Linked DNA regions of Ovis aries: region 2 is linked to region 1. A link is a contact called in public Hi-C data. All regions are on one chromosome and are shown on one strand. The core of a region is the stretch at or near the end of the contact, and the rest is flanking DNA. Distances in the headings are between cores, read along the strand shown. Region 1 overlaps UTP14A (UTP14A small subunit processome component). Region 2 overlaps BCORL1 (BCL6 corepressor like 1).

Region 1 (6,062 bases), core at 1,110-3,609:
TTCTGTTTGACCTTGGGGTAAATGGATGAAGAGCTATAGGTTTGATCCTTATATAGGACAGTTAGCTTCACACTGAGAAAAAAAAAACTGGCTACCTCCCTCCTCCCAATTCCATCTGCAAACAGATGGGAGTTAAACTGGGAATTTTATGGTTCTCAGCAAACCCATTCTCAGTCTTGGAAAGGCGCATCACCCAATGTGTTCTGATAACAAGTGTAGCGGTGTCTGGTCCTAGGAAGTCAGCCTGGGACTGGGAATGAACTAAGGCCGCTCCTTATTTTCTTCCTTACTTAGGCATCCAGCTCTGGAACTGGGAGTTCTCAGGACTAGGAGGAGGTAGGCATCTGCCTCCTGCATAATTAACTACACCAGTCTCAAAAAACGTTGATGGCCCATCTCTCTGGGCATCATGCTGTGCCTGGCACGAGCTAGTAATCCGTACCCGGTCCTGTCCCTCCCGAGTTTACAACCTTAAGTCACACGATAATGACAGATCCCAAATGCGGGCAGTTAACAAATACATCCACTTGTCTGTTGATCACAAGAGATCCATTGAGGGAGCCACAGAGATAAACAGGGCCCCCTTCAAAGAGCTTTCAGTCTAGTGGGTAAATAGGTAAGACTGAGTGGGGAGTGGGGTGGGGGGAGAGGTTCAGGCGAGGAAACGCCTTCAACGTGGGCATCGCAGGATAGAATTTTTTTTTAAGTGCCCATTGGCCTGTGGTTGGGTTTTCTCTTGAGCCGCGTCTCCCGTCCCGACTGAGGTTTAATTCCAGTGCTCCAGCGAGTGGGGTGGATACAAAAGGCTAGAGGCAACATCGCTCTACGCCGCGAGGTGGGCAGCCCGGGACTGGGAGGCGGGGGCCGAGGCGATCGTCGTGGGCTCGCCCTTTCTCCTTGGGTGGCCGGGGTGTGTCACTGGCCCTTGCCTCTCTGAGCCTCACAGTCCCCTGCTAAGGTCCCTCAGCGTATTTTCGGGACAGTTCCCCTCCACTTTATCCCGCTCGCCGCCGAGTCCCCGCTGTGCGCGTTGAAGGGACAGGTTTGAGGCGGGAGCCGGGAGGAAGCTCTGGGTAAAATCATCCCGGTCGGTCAGGTCGCAGCGTGTCCCTGCGACGCACTGGCCAGGCCCCGGTTGCGGGAGACACCGCGGCCCACCGGGTCCTTCAAACACTTCCGACGGGCGCCTGCGTCCCGGGCGGCGGCCGGGGGCCGGGCTGGGTGGGTGGGGGAGCGACCTGGCCTGGGTTCGCGCTCCGGAGAGGTGTGCCCGCCCGCGAGGTGCCCGTGGCTGCGGGGCGCCGAGGCTCCCCCGAGGGCAGGCTGCGCGCCTCTCGGGTCTGGCCACCGCAGGGCCGCCCGGGCGAAGTGGGGCGGAGGGAGTGCGTGTGTGTGCGGGGGGGAACTGCGCTGGAGCGCAAGCCTCCGGGCCGGGAAGGGTGGGTCAGGGAGCCGCGGCGGCGGCGGCGGCGGGAGGAGCGAGCCGGGAACCCGGGAGGTCGGCCGGGCTGGCGGGCCCGGAGCCGCGGGGGGGAGGGCGGAGCGCCGAGGGCGGAGATGGGGCCGCGGGAGGGAGGGGGCCGGCGGGGCGCGGCCAGGGGGCGGGACGCCGGGACCCGGGGAAGATAAGAGCGTGCTCGCGGGGAGCGAGGGCGGGAGTGAGGGAGGGGCGGGGGACTTAGAGACCAAAGAGGAGACAAAAGGACGGGGTGGGTGGGAGGGGCGTGGACAAGCGGGGGTAGGGGAGGGGCGCCGGGGGACGCCTCGGAGGGAGGGGTATGTGTGTACGGGTGCGGGGGGGGGGGTCTGGGGAGGGAGGGACTTAGCGAGGGACGTGAAGGGACAACATAAGAAGGGAGCGCGGGGTACGGAGAAAGGCGGGGTGGGCCTGGAGTGCTCCACCACGCTGGCCACGAAGGGGAGGGGAAGCCGCGAAGGGGAGGCCGCTGGGAGGAAGGGCCACACACAGGGAGGGGGATCCTGAGGAAGGACAGTCCGCGAGGAAGGCGGGCCGGGGCTTCGGCGGGCTTGGGAGGGGAAGGGTGAGCAGACGCGGGGAGAGAGTGCTGCAAGAACCCGAGGGTGGAGGCGGATGGGCGTGTGTGGAGCGCTGAGGGCAGCGATTTAACGCTGCCGATCGGGATGACCTAAAGACCACGGTGGGGGCCGCACAGACGGGACGGGACTACTGAGGCTGGACGAAAACTGCCCAGGGGAAAGTGGGACCTACGAGGGCTGCAGAAGGGTGGCGGGGGCGGTCTCGGGCTCGGCAGGAAGGCGCCACCACCGCCCTCTGCCCGTCCCCAGCGTGCCCCGCCCCGTCCGGGGGCCCTAAGGGCAGGGGCCTGGGCCGTGGGGGAGCCGAGCCAGGGCGGTACCATTCGGAACAGAGAGGGGGGCTGGGAGGGAAGGGAGGAGCCAGGGGTCAGAACCCTGTTGGGGGCGGGGGGGGCCACACCCTGGGAAAAAGGCTTGGGCACATCCAGAATGGACCAATCAGCGAGCAAGGCCAGGGTGGCGTCAAGGGGCAGCTCTGGCCAATGGGAAGGGAGAACACTTCGGAGGTTCGGAGGAAGAAAAGAAAAAAAAAGCCCCACGGAACAACAATCGAATCCGTTTGGGGGCTTGGAAGGCAGGGAGTGGGAGTCGTTTATAGCACGTTCCAGCGCCTGCCCTCCCCTTGGAAGGATAGGGTCGTTTGCATCACTCGTGGGCCGCGGGGAACACACGGCGCTGAGGAGGGTCCCGAGAAAGTAGAAAGGGATTGGCCGTTTACTGGGGGCACTTGATTGGGTGCTTCGATTTTGGGGGGGTGGGTGGGACAGAAGTGGGAGCTTTGTGCTCAAAAGAGTGCAAGAGAAGCTTAAGGTCTCTTAAAGAGAGGCAGGAATTGGCAGGGGTCCCCCATTCCTCCATACGGGCAGTGTCAGCCAGCAAGTGGATCGCAGATAATTTCAAACCAGTGGATAATTTAAAAATACCCCTTGAGCTCTGAACACGATCAACATACTCAGTTCCCTTCCTAGCACCGGGCAGGTTCTTGAGAGGATGAGCAGTGTTAGCCCGGGTCCACAGCTGCCACTGGGAATTTGAGACGTGGCGTGGCTTTTGGCTTCAGAGTTAAGTCTAGGGTCCCAGTGCTTACTCGGTCACTAACTGAAATCTTAAACCTAAAAAATAAAGGCATTGTGACTAGTTACCATTGAGGTAGAAACTGATTTGGGGAGTGATGGGCTCAGAAAAAAAGAGCCATACTGGTGGGGAGAATTGCAAAAGGAAATTCGTGGAGGGGCAGAACTTTTAACCCAGGATTTCAAATGTCTGCAAAGCTCCTGAAGCTGTATGTAAAATGGTGTAGGTGTTTTTTTCTGGTGAGGGTTCATAATTTAAGATTCTCATAAGGTTGTGACATAAAAATTGAAAAGGTCTAAAAAGGCTGTGGGGAAGTAGGTGAAGTGCGCTAGTGGCTATGTCCTTTCCCTATCAGAGGGGGTTTCTCCAATTTCTTGTTAGGAATCTCTGGCTGCAGGGGCCCTTTTGATACATAAGGTCATCCAGAGAAAGGCAGGTTCCTCAGAGCTGAGAAGCTGATCATGAACTGCCTATAGCAAAGTAACACCTGAATAAATCATAAACAATGGTGAGGAGTTGGCCCTTCATTAGGAAGTAAAGGGAATAGAGCTTTATTTCTGAAAGCTCATTTACCTCATCTATAAAGTAAGACTAAAAGTGCTAACTACTCTAGACTGCAACCTGTGAGCTGGGAGGCTCACACATAAATTCTCCATACTGGAGTGGTTTCAGTGCCTTCCTCCAGGGAATCTTCCCAACCCAGGGATCGAACCTGTGTCTCTTACATCTCCTGCATTGGCAGGCAGGTTCTTTACCACTAGCGCCACGTGGGAAGCCCAGGACCAGCCCCGAGCAGAATCCAATTGCCTGATTTGTGCATACTGCTGCTAGGTTCAGAGGTTGAGAATATACAATATTTAGTTACTATTTCTGACTTATTAAACTGATTATTTATGGTTATATCTGACATGGACTTAAGGTCATAGGCTAGGGTAACTTCCCTCCAGTCCAATTTAGGACAACTTAGTCCTTGGTAAGAAAATAACAACATAGTAAACATTCCAGTTAGATAAAAATGCCTTTATTTCTAAAATGTGGCTTAACTACACCCATGGTGTGCTAAGCTTGTTTTGGAATCATCTTGCAGCTCCAAGTAAAACCAGGCCAGTGGAGGAACAGTCAGGGCTATTGGTTCCCGGCACCATGGTGTCACTACTTCAGCAATTCAATCCACACAGTTATTCTCCAGATGTTTTTTGTGACGTATGGAGAGTCGTTTTGGATTCCTCTGTACGACAGAGAGGTCCGACCTTGAGGAAGATCGGTAGCCCACATCCTCTGCTTTGATAGGCTTAATGATATGGCCTGGCTTGGTGACAACCTTGGGCATGGTCAGCTTTTGGAAGGCCCTCTGGGTGTTCCATGTAGATCCTACGGGGGTCTGGATGGTCCTTTCAAATTGTCGATGGTGTGTGAATGGATGCGGAAGCACCTGCACCTGGAAAGGAAGGCAGAGTGACTTGGCCTGAGCCAAGGCTGTAAACTCTAATGTCAGCTGGCCAGGGAGTTTTAGCACATAAGCCTCAGTCCTACACGATGGCTGTGGTGAGTGGAGCTACCGAGTGGCCAAGGTATGGCCACGCACCCATCCAACCTTAGGAGTGCCAAGCTGCTTGATGACACTTGGGAGGGAACTAATTGGGATCAGAAACTCCCTTCCCCAAGGCTTGCCCAACCATGGAGGGATGAAAAACCATCCCAACAAGGCCCCTGTGGCAAGAGGAATACTAAGTAGCTGCAGGGTTGCTGGCCCCTAATGGGTCTTCCTATATAGCATTGTGACTACCAGACATCTGAGTACTGGTTTATCTGTGCCTCTCCTGCCTCTTTGTCCCCTTCTTTTTCCTTCCCTTGATTCATAGCATTGATGTTTTAAGGAACCCAAAGATTTACTCCCAAATCCTGAACTCCACCAGGCTACTACACTCAGCTTCATGCTCTTCCCAAGTCTCATTTCTTTGCCCAGGACTCTTTTGCATTCCACCACAGTGCTGGTTTCAGACTTAAATAATCTTTAAATGCTTCCCCAAAGGCCAAAGAGGAGGAAAAAGACATAAGCAGAAAAATGGGGAAGTTACAATCAGTAGTCTCTGGAGATACTCAATGGAACACTCAAAGAGAAGCTTGAGTACTGCCAGGCAGTCCTGGTGGTGGTGAAGGACACAGATTCTTTCGGTTAAGGGAGGGTCTTAGTGGGATTGACAGAGTATTATTGAAATCATATTTTTCTCCTCTCTTCTGTACCTATTAAATAGCTCCCCCCTCTTTAGAATGAAAAATACAACTCATTTCAATATTAAACTGACTAGGATAGATCTTGGGGTCATAGATTTTCAGAACTGAAGGGAACGTAAAGGTCACTGAGTCCCATCTCATTCCCAAGTCCCCTCTATGCATGCTCACACCCCCAGAGCAACCCCTTCTCTTTGGACCAGCAGAAAGTTTTTCCTTGAATGGGAATCCTGCCTTTCCTCTAACTTCTATGATATGTGGCTGCACCCCACACAAAAGCCTGCAATAAAGTTGAAAGCCATGATTGCGCTCAAGTTTGCTCTTCTCCTGGGTAAACATCCCTAGCTTATTATCATATGATACAGTTTTACATCCTTTCACTGTCCTGAACAAGCTGGTCATTTTTCTTAGGACGTAGGTTAAACCTATAGCCTCCAAACATTACCTGGACTATAAGCACAAGCCTGAAGCATAGCAACTCTGAGTTTTGTCAGGCCCATTTGCATCAGCATTTTCTGGGGTACTGGCTGAAAATGCAAATTTGGGGGCCTCACCAATGCTACAAAGATTCAGTTTTAACCTACCCACCCAGTAATTAAAACAGCAGAGTCAATCTGGGGAATTATTCATCTCAGAGCCAGTGAAAACAAGAATAGATCTGATCTGTGGTCAAGATCACACCCTGCTCTTGACCACAG
Region 2 (6,062 bases), core at 905-3,404, 100 kb before region 1:
TGGATGCTGCCTCCCCAGACCAGCCTACCCTTAAGTGAGTTCATCTGAGATGTGTTGCAAGTGCCATTCTTTGGTAACTGACTGTGAGCAGCCTGTGACATCGCCTCTATAATAATCACAAACTGTTACTTAAATCTTCAATGGCCTGGACTTATGTAGCCTCCCCAGTTAGTGTGTTACCTTCTGAGGGGAGTGGGACTGTGTCGCCCGTAGCAGGGCATACTACGAAGCATCTAGCAAGCATCAATGGACGGTTACTGATTGAGCTGGTGAGAGAGGGGGACCAAAGTGAGGTAGGTGACCTCTGACCTCCCCTCTGCACAGACACTCACCCCGGGTGCTCCACTGCCCAGGGCCGGCCCTCCCTGGCTCAGTGTCCTCATGGTACCCCCACCCCACCCCTGGCCTTAGCACCCAAGAGTTGTTACTACTTTGAACATCCCCTGCCTCTCAAGAAACTTCCCTGTCCAGTTTCTTTCCTACTCAAAGTGTTAAATTAGCTAAGCTGATAAACTAACCTGTGCTGATGTAGTTATGGGAGAGGGCTAGAGGAGAGCCTCAGGAGATAGGTTCATTTCAACCAGGGTCATGTAGCAACAGCACCCCTGCCTTTGCAATAGTTTGATGGAGTCAAGAGACTGGCTCCTTACCCCCAACAGCTGATGCATTACTCCCTCCTCTGAGCTCCCACAGCACTTTGTATATACCTCTTATTGTAGCACTTAGCACATGGTAGCGCCTTAGCTATGTGTTTATGTATGTTTCCCCTCCGATAGACTGTGAGCTCCTCAAGGACAGGGACTGTGTGTTAGTCACTGATGTATCCCCAGCGCCTAGCACAGTGCCTGGCACACAGTAGGTGCTCAATAAACATTTATTAAAAGAATGAATGAGTCCTGTTTCTAATCATGGAGATTTCAGTGCTATACTAAGGCAGGCCAGAGAGGCCAGGAAAGGACTCCCACACTTGGGGCCTACCACGGCTTTCGACCGCTCATAGAGCATGGCAAGCAGCAGCCTCCCTTGCCCGTGTCTGCGGCCACCCCAGGACAATAGGGTCCACGAGGAGCCCAGGGCTGCTTCCAGCAGTGCCTTGCTGTCACTAGGCGCCCGGGGTGACTCTGAACTCCTGCCCTTCGCTGCTGCCCCCTTCCTGGGACAGACTCATCGCTATTTCCTCATACCTGGGTGGAAATGTCAGGCCCGGTGGGAGGGACGGAACAAGAAGTGATCCTCACGATCGTCGTTCCTCTGACCCCATCATGTATTTTTAAAGAGGCGGTTGCCTCTGGCTCCAAAGCCACTGGATCCGAGGTGAGTGAACTCATTCCCCAGCCGCTCCCAGGCCAGGCAGGCCAACGCGGTCGCTCCTTGAGAGCCTCGGCTTCGGCACGCCAGGCGTGCGGCTGGCGTCCAGCAGGTGGCGCTATGGAGCCGGCGCAGGCGGGCGTGTGCCAGCGGAGCCCGGGAAGGGAGAGGCGGTCAGGGCGGGGCCTGCCGCTCCCGGCGGAGGCGGCCACAGCCGGCATCTTCCTGTCCCTCTGTCCTGACTCTGCGCCCCAAACTGTCCCTGGGCGGCTCTGGTTCCCAAGCAGGCCTTCCATTGCTCGGGAGCTTGGAACTTTACCCCCAGCCCCCGCCCCCTCCACTTTCCAGGGGGGATTTAACAGTCGAATAGCCTCTCCCCATTGGCCGGTCGCGCCCTGGCCCCGCCCCCGTCGCCCCCCACCCGTATCCTCCGGGACTAGCAGGTGAGCACGCGGCGGGCCGGGCCTCGGTTGCCGGCTTCCACTCTCTCCCGGGCGGCGGGAGTGAGCCCGAGCCGCAGCCGCCTGCCGCAGGGCTCCCGGCCTGGCTCACCTCCCACCGCAGACTGCCTTTAGCTACAGTTGCACGCAGCACCGCTTTCAACCTTGAAATCGGAGAGCAACTGAGGCGCCCGCGACAGCCTTCTGCCCGCGGAGGGCCCCAACCGCCCGCGGCGAGACCCCGAGCTACGGGGGTGCCGGCGCGCGGCCGAGGAGGCATCCGAGTCCGGTTGCCCAACGCTGCGGCTTTGCCAGTCCGCCTCGCCGGGGAAACCGGTGGTCTAGGGGAACACGTGGAGTCCGCCCCGCTCCGTGGCGGAGTCCAGAAGGCCCGAGCACTTGGCGCCTCCCGCTGGCTGCTAAGCAGACTGCCCTTGGGGCGGACTCCATCCTCCCTAAACACACACACGCACTTGTCTTAGCAGGGAACGTGAACGTGAAGTCGCTCAGTCGTGTCCGACTCTTTGTGACCCTATGGACTGTAGCCTACCAGGCTCCTCAGCCCATGGGGTTTTCCAGGCAAGAATACTGGAGTGGGTTGCCATTTCCTTCTCCAGATCTTCCCGACCCAGGGATTGAACCTGGGTCTCCCGCATTGTAGGCAGACGCTTTACCGTCTGAGCCACCAGAGCAGGGATGGGACACAATAAAATGCCCAGCAGTCTTCCCCGTCGTGGGTTAAAGTAAGCAAGGGGCAGGAGTTTGCCGCCCAATTCGCCGCCCTCCCCCAACCCAAATAGGGCTGCTGTGAAAACGGATCATCCTTTCTCGGAGTATGGAGACTCCGAGAGTCTCCCTCTTAACCCAGCACCTCAAAGAGGAGCACTCTGGTAAGACCATCAACTGTAGGCTCATGACCTTGGCAGTCGGAGGAACTAACTTCAGCTAAACAGCTATGGTTACTCAGTATGTTTTTCTTCCATTGGCGGTAAATTGGGCCCCATTTGGCAGATAGAATAATGAAGGCTCGAAATACTGGGTTCTCTCTCACCCGCTATCAGCCTAGGTGGGAAGTGGCAGGCTGGCTCTTTCCCTGAGACCACACTGAAAAGGATTAGATCGTTTAATAAGAGGCGATCGTCCTCTCCCCAGTCCAAACCAGGGAATGCACACTCACCTCTTGCTTTATGGGATTCACAGCCCATTCCTCCATTTTTGGTCTTCCCACTCTGGCAGAAGAGCAGTGAGAGGGCTCCAGAAAAAGTGTGGAAAAGGGAGCCCAAAAGCAAGGAAATAAGAAACTGCTGTTTGGTGTGGCTTTCAACTCTCTTCCTTTCTCCAGATAAATAAAGGGGTGTGTGCATGCCCACACACTCAAATGGCCAGGGCTGTCCAGGAGTCGCAAAGGACCATCACCTATTCCTTTGCCCACTGCGTCTCCATCCTGCCCTAAATGGAAATCTTTATACCCCCTAAGGCTCTCCCTTCATCTTTTGTTCTGAATCAGGCAATCACCTTTTTTCCCTCCCTCTGCCTGTCCTACCTCCAACATATTTTACCAATGTATTAAAAGAAAAAGGAAAAACCTCTGTCACTCCCTGGCTTAGAGTTTCCCTGGTTCCCCATCACCTCAGGCAAGAGTCAAAGCCACACTCCTTGGCATGGCTGGCAGGGCTCCTCCACTCTCCTTCCCTACCTGTACCTTCCAGCTGCAGTGACACTGAAGTGGGTTGTAGCTTTCTGCACTTACTACCCTTCTTCTTTGTCTCCAAGCCTGTGTTCAGATGTCCCCTTAGTTCAAGGGTTCCTCCCTGCCACCCCAATTCCCATTTTCCTACTTGTCAACTAGGCATCACTTCCGGCTACCCCTGTGCCCTTGCCCATCCAGCTGAGCTCCCAAAGCATCCTGGGCTTAGCTGGATCCTCACATTCACCACATGGCCTCAGGTGTTGTTGGGAAGCCTTGAGGCCTCAGGATCAGGAGGTGGGGAATGAAAGCCAATTGGGAGGATTAATGCTGCTCCTCCATCTAAGCAACTCAAGGGTCACTCCTGGGGCAGGATGGCTGGATTCCTGTTGGCCAGACAGAGAGACCCCCTGGCTAGTACATGACACGGCTCTCCAGACACGGCAGCCACAGTGAGAGATCCCAAGAGCATAGCTTACAAGGGCCTCATCCCAGACCTACAGACATCCCTTCCCTTCAAACAGTAACAGGCTCATTCTGGAGCCAGCAGTCACCATGTCACAATCATACTTTCTACTGCTGGTTTTCAGAAGTGAGAAAAGTTGTAAAGTCTAGGATGGGCATCTTGCCTCCAAAGCAGGTGGGTCTTAGGAAAGCAGACCCATGGAAGGTCTGCACTATGTAGGGGGGCAGAGGGGACACCGGCAAGACAGTGAGGGCAGTGAGTGACAAGACCATGAAGTCTGCGGCTCACACAGGGCAGGAAGCAGTGCTAGCAGGCAGGTGATTTCCTTGAGTTAAAGAGGCTCATCCCTCACAGCCACCTCAGAGGGCCTCTCCCTCTGACCATACTCCTCTGGGGATCGAGGAATGTGTGCTCACGTGCGGGGACACGCCCACGCAGCCTACCAAACGGATGCAGGTACTCAATTCTCCCCAGGATTTGTCCCTGCCTTTCCCTTTCTTTCCAGATCTTGCCAAAGTGACCCAAATCCTCACTGGTCACTCTACCTGTTCCCAATTGCTGTGCCAATAGGGACCCCAAACTGCAAAGCAGGGTGAGGGCTTTCCCCACAGACTTCATAGGGATACCCATCAGTTTTTAACTACAGAAAAGCCAATACGGGGAGCAGAGAAAAGAGACAGGAGACAGAAGCCCTGACACAGGTTTTTCAGTATGCAAGTGTTTTTGACTCCACAGCCAGTTGCTTAAATGAAACATAAAGGGCAGCCAAAATACACACCCAAATGCAAAAAAGTAAAGGCAAACATAAAATAAACCACACAATACCATGAACCCCAACAAAACCAGAAAATTAAACCCAAAAAAACCCCTCAACTTTATATATATATATATATATATATATTTTTTTTTTTTTAAAAAGGGAGAACAACTGTTCAAAACCAACTGGGCAGTATGGTGGAGGTGGGTAGCAGTCCTACAGAAGGGGGCCTAGAACTTCCCCCTGGGAACAAAGAACAAACACAATACAAAGAAAATAACCAACAATCCTCCTGCGAGGGTCAGGAGTCTCCAGAGAACAGATTGTCCCATCCTCAAACTGGCTTTTTTTTTTTTTTTTGCCTTTTTTTTGTCTTTTTTTTTTTTCCATTTTCTTCTTTTGTTGTTGTTGTTTTAGCACCTGTACAATAAAACTGTACCATCTCCAACCAGAGCCGGCCGTAGGGAGGCCCTCCTGCTTTTGGATGGTACATACTCTCTACAAGGATTGTTCGGAAAAATAGCAATTGGTAGAAAAATAAGAACAAGAGTGGGAAAGACAATGCCACAGAGGGGGCTGGGGCAAGGAAACAGCCCAAACCCCTCCTTCTCTCTCTCCACCAACAAACCCAGCGCTGAGAGGGAGACCTGGTAGGGCCGGGCCCGCAGCCCCACCCCGTCCCCAAGCAGGAGTGGGGCCTGGCGGGAGACCAGTCTCCTGCCCTCACCTACAAAACAGCTGAGGCCTGGGTTCAACATCTGGCAGGAAATCCCAGAGCCCTCTGGGAATTCCAAAGGAGAACTGGGGCCGGGGGGGCAGAGGGAGAAGGAGCTGAGGACAGAGAGAAGAGAAAGGGATGCTTCAAAGGCAAGGAGGAGAGATGGGGACAAGCGCAAGAGGGAGCTGAGAGGCTCAGTATCCAGGGAGGGCAAGGCCCGGGTGGGGTAGGGTGGCCAGGGGTGCAGGGGAAGAAACTGTGGAACAAACCTATATTGTGCACTCTGAGGGCAGTGAGGACGGTGAGGAGGCAGCGACCTTCAAGACCCATTCTCAACTCTCCATTAGAGTAACCTATTAATAATCCCTTACTCCCACAATCCTCCCCTCCCCCAGTAAACAAGCATCTCCAAACAGCAGGGCTGCTGCAAAGGGCAGGGGGGGTGAACGGGGGTCGGGGGGTGGGATTGGGGGGGGTGAGCACCAAAGCCTCAGGATTCACCCCCAACCCCCCACACCTGGGCCAGCACCAACCACCTTCATTAGTTTTACAAGTCAATGGCCCCCACCCTTCCCTGCCTCCTCCCCAGTGGTGGAAAAAAACCTGGGAGTAACTTTTTCAGAGGGAGGAAACAGCTTCAGAGCTTGATCAAGAAAGACAAAGAAAGGAGGTGAAGAAAGTCCCTC

Evidence for each region. Hi-C and Micro-C count contacts between places; a contact is called where the count stands out from the background.
Region 2: a contact with region 1 is called in a Hi-C map of liver, with 4 times the contacts expected there. The contact joins two enhancer-like sites. A contact is called at or near these places in 12 of 16 Hi-C or Micro-C datasets (blood, hypothalamus, liver and 5 more).

What each region holds. Positions count from the first base shown.
Region 1 is chrX:113,835,653-113,841,714 of ARS-UI_Ramb_v3.0, reverse strand. It overlaps UTP14A (UTP14A small subunit processome component), which reads right to left. Exons shown (of 15, transcript XM_060407428.1): 15 at 4,138-4,564. The coding sequence ends at 4,298. Among named protein-coding and RNA genes, the nearest start is that of UTP14A, 18 kb to the right of the region's middle. Within about 2 kb of position 2,359, at least 39 of the 54 cell types and tissues checked have an H3K27ac peak or open chromatin away from gene starts, as enhancers often do. A contact at or near this core is called in liver, where this site is marked.
Region 2 is chrX:113,936,438-113,942,499 of ARS-UI_Ramb_v3.0, reverse strand. It overlaps BCORL1 (BCL6 corepressor like 1), which reads right to left. Exons shown (of 14, transcript XM_027963623.3): 14 at 4,592-6,062. It overlaps ELF4 (E74 like ETS transcription factor 4), which reads left to right. Exons shown (of 8, transcript XM_042241901.2): 8 at 1-886. Among named protein-coding and RNA genes, the nearest start is that of ELF4, 42 kb to the left of the region's middle. Within about 2 kb of position 2,154, at least 2 of the 54 cell types and tissues checked have an H3K27ac peak or open chromatin away from gene starts, as enhancers often do. A contact at or near this core is called in liver, where this site is marked.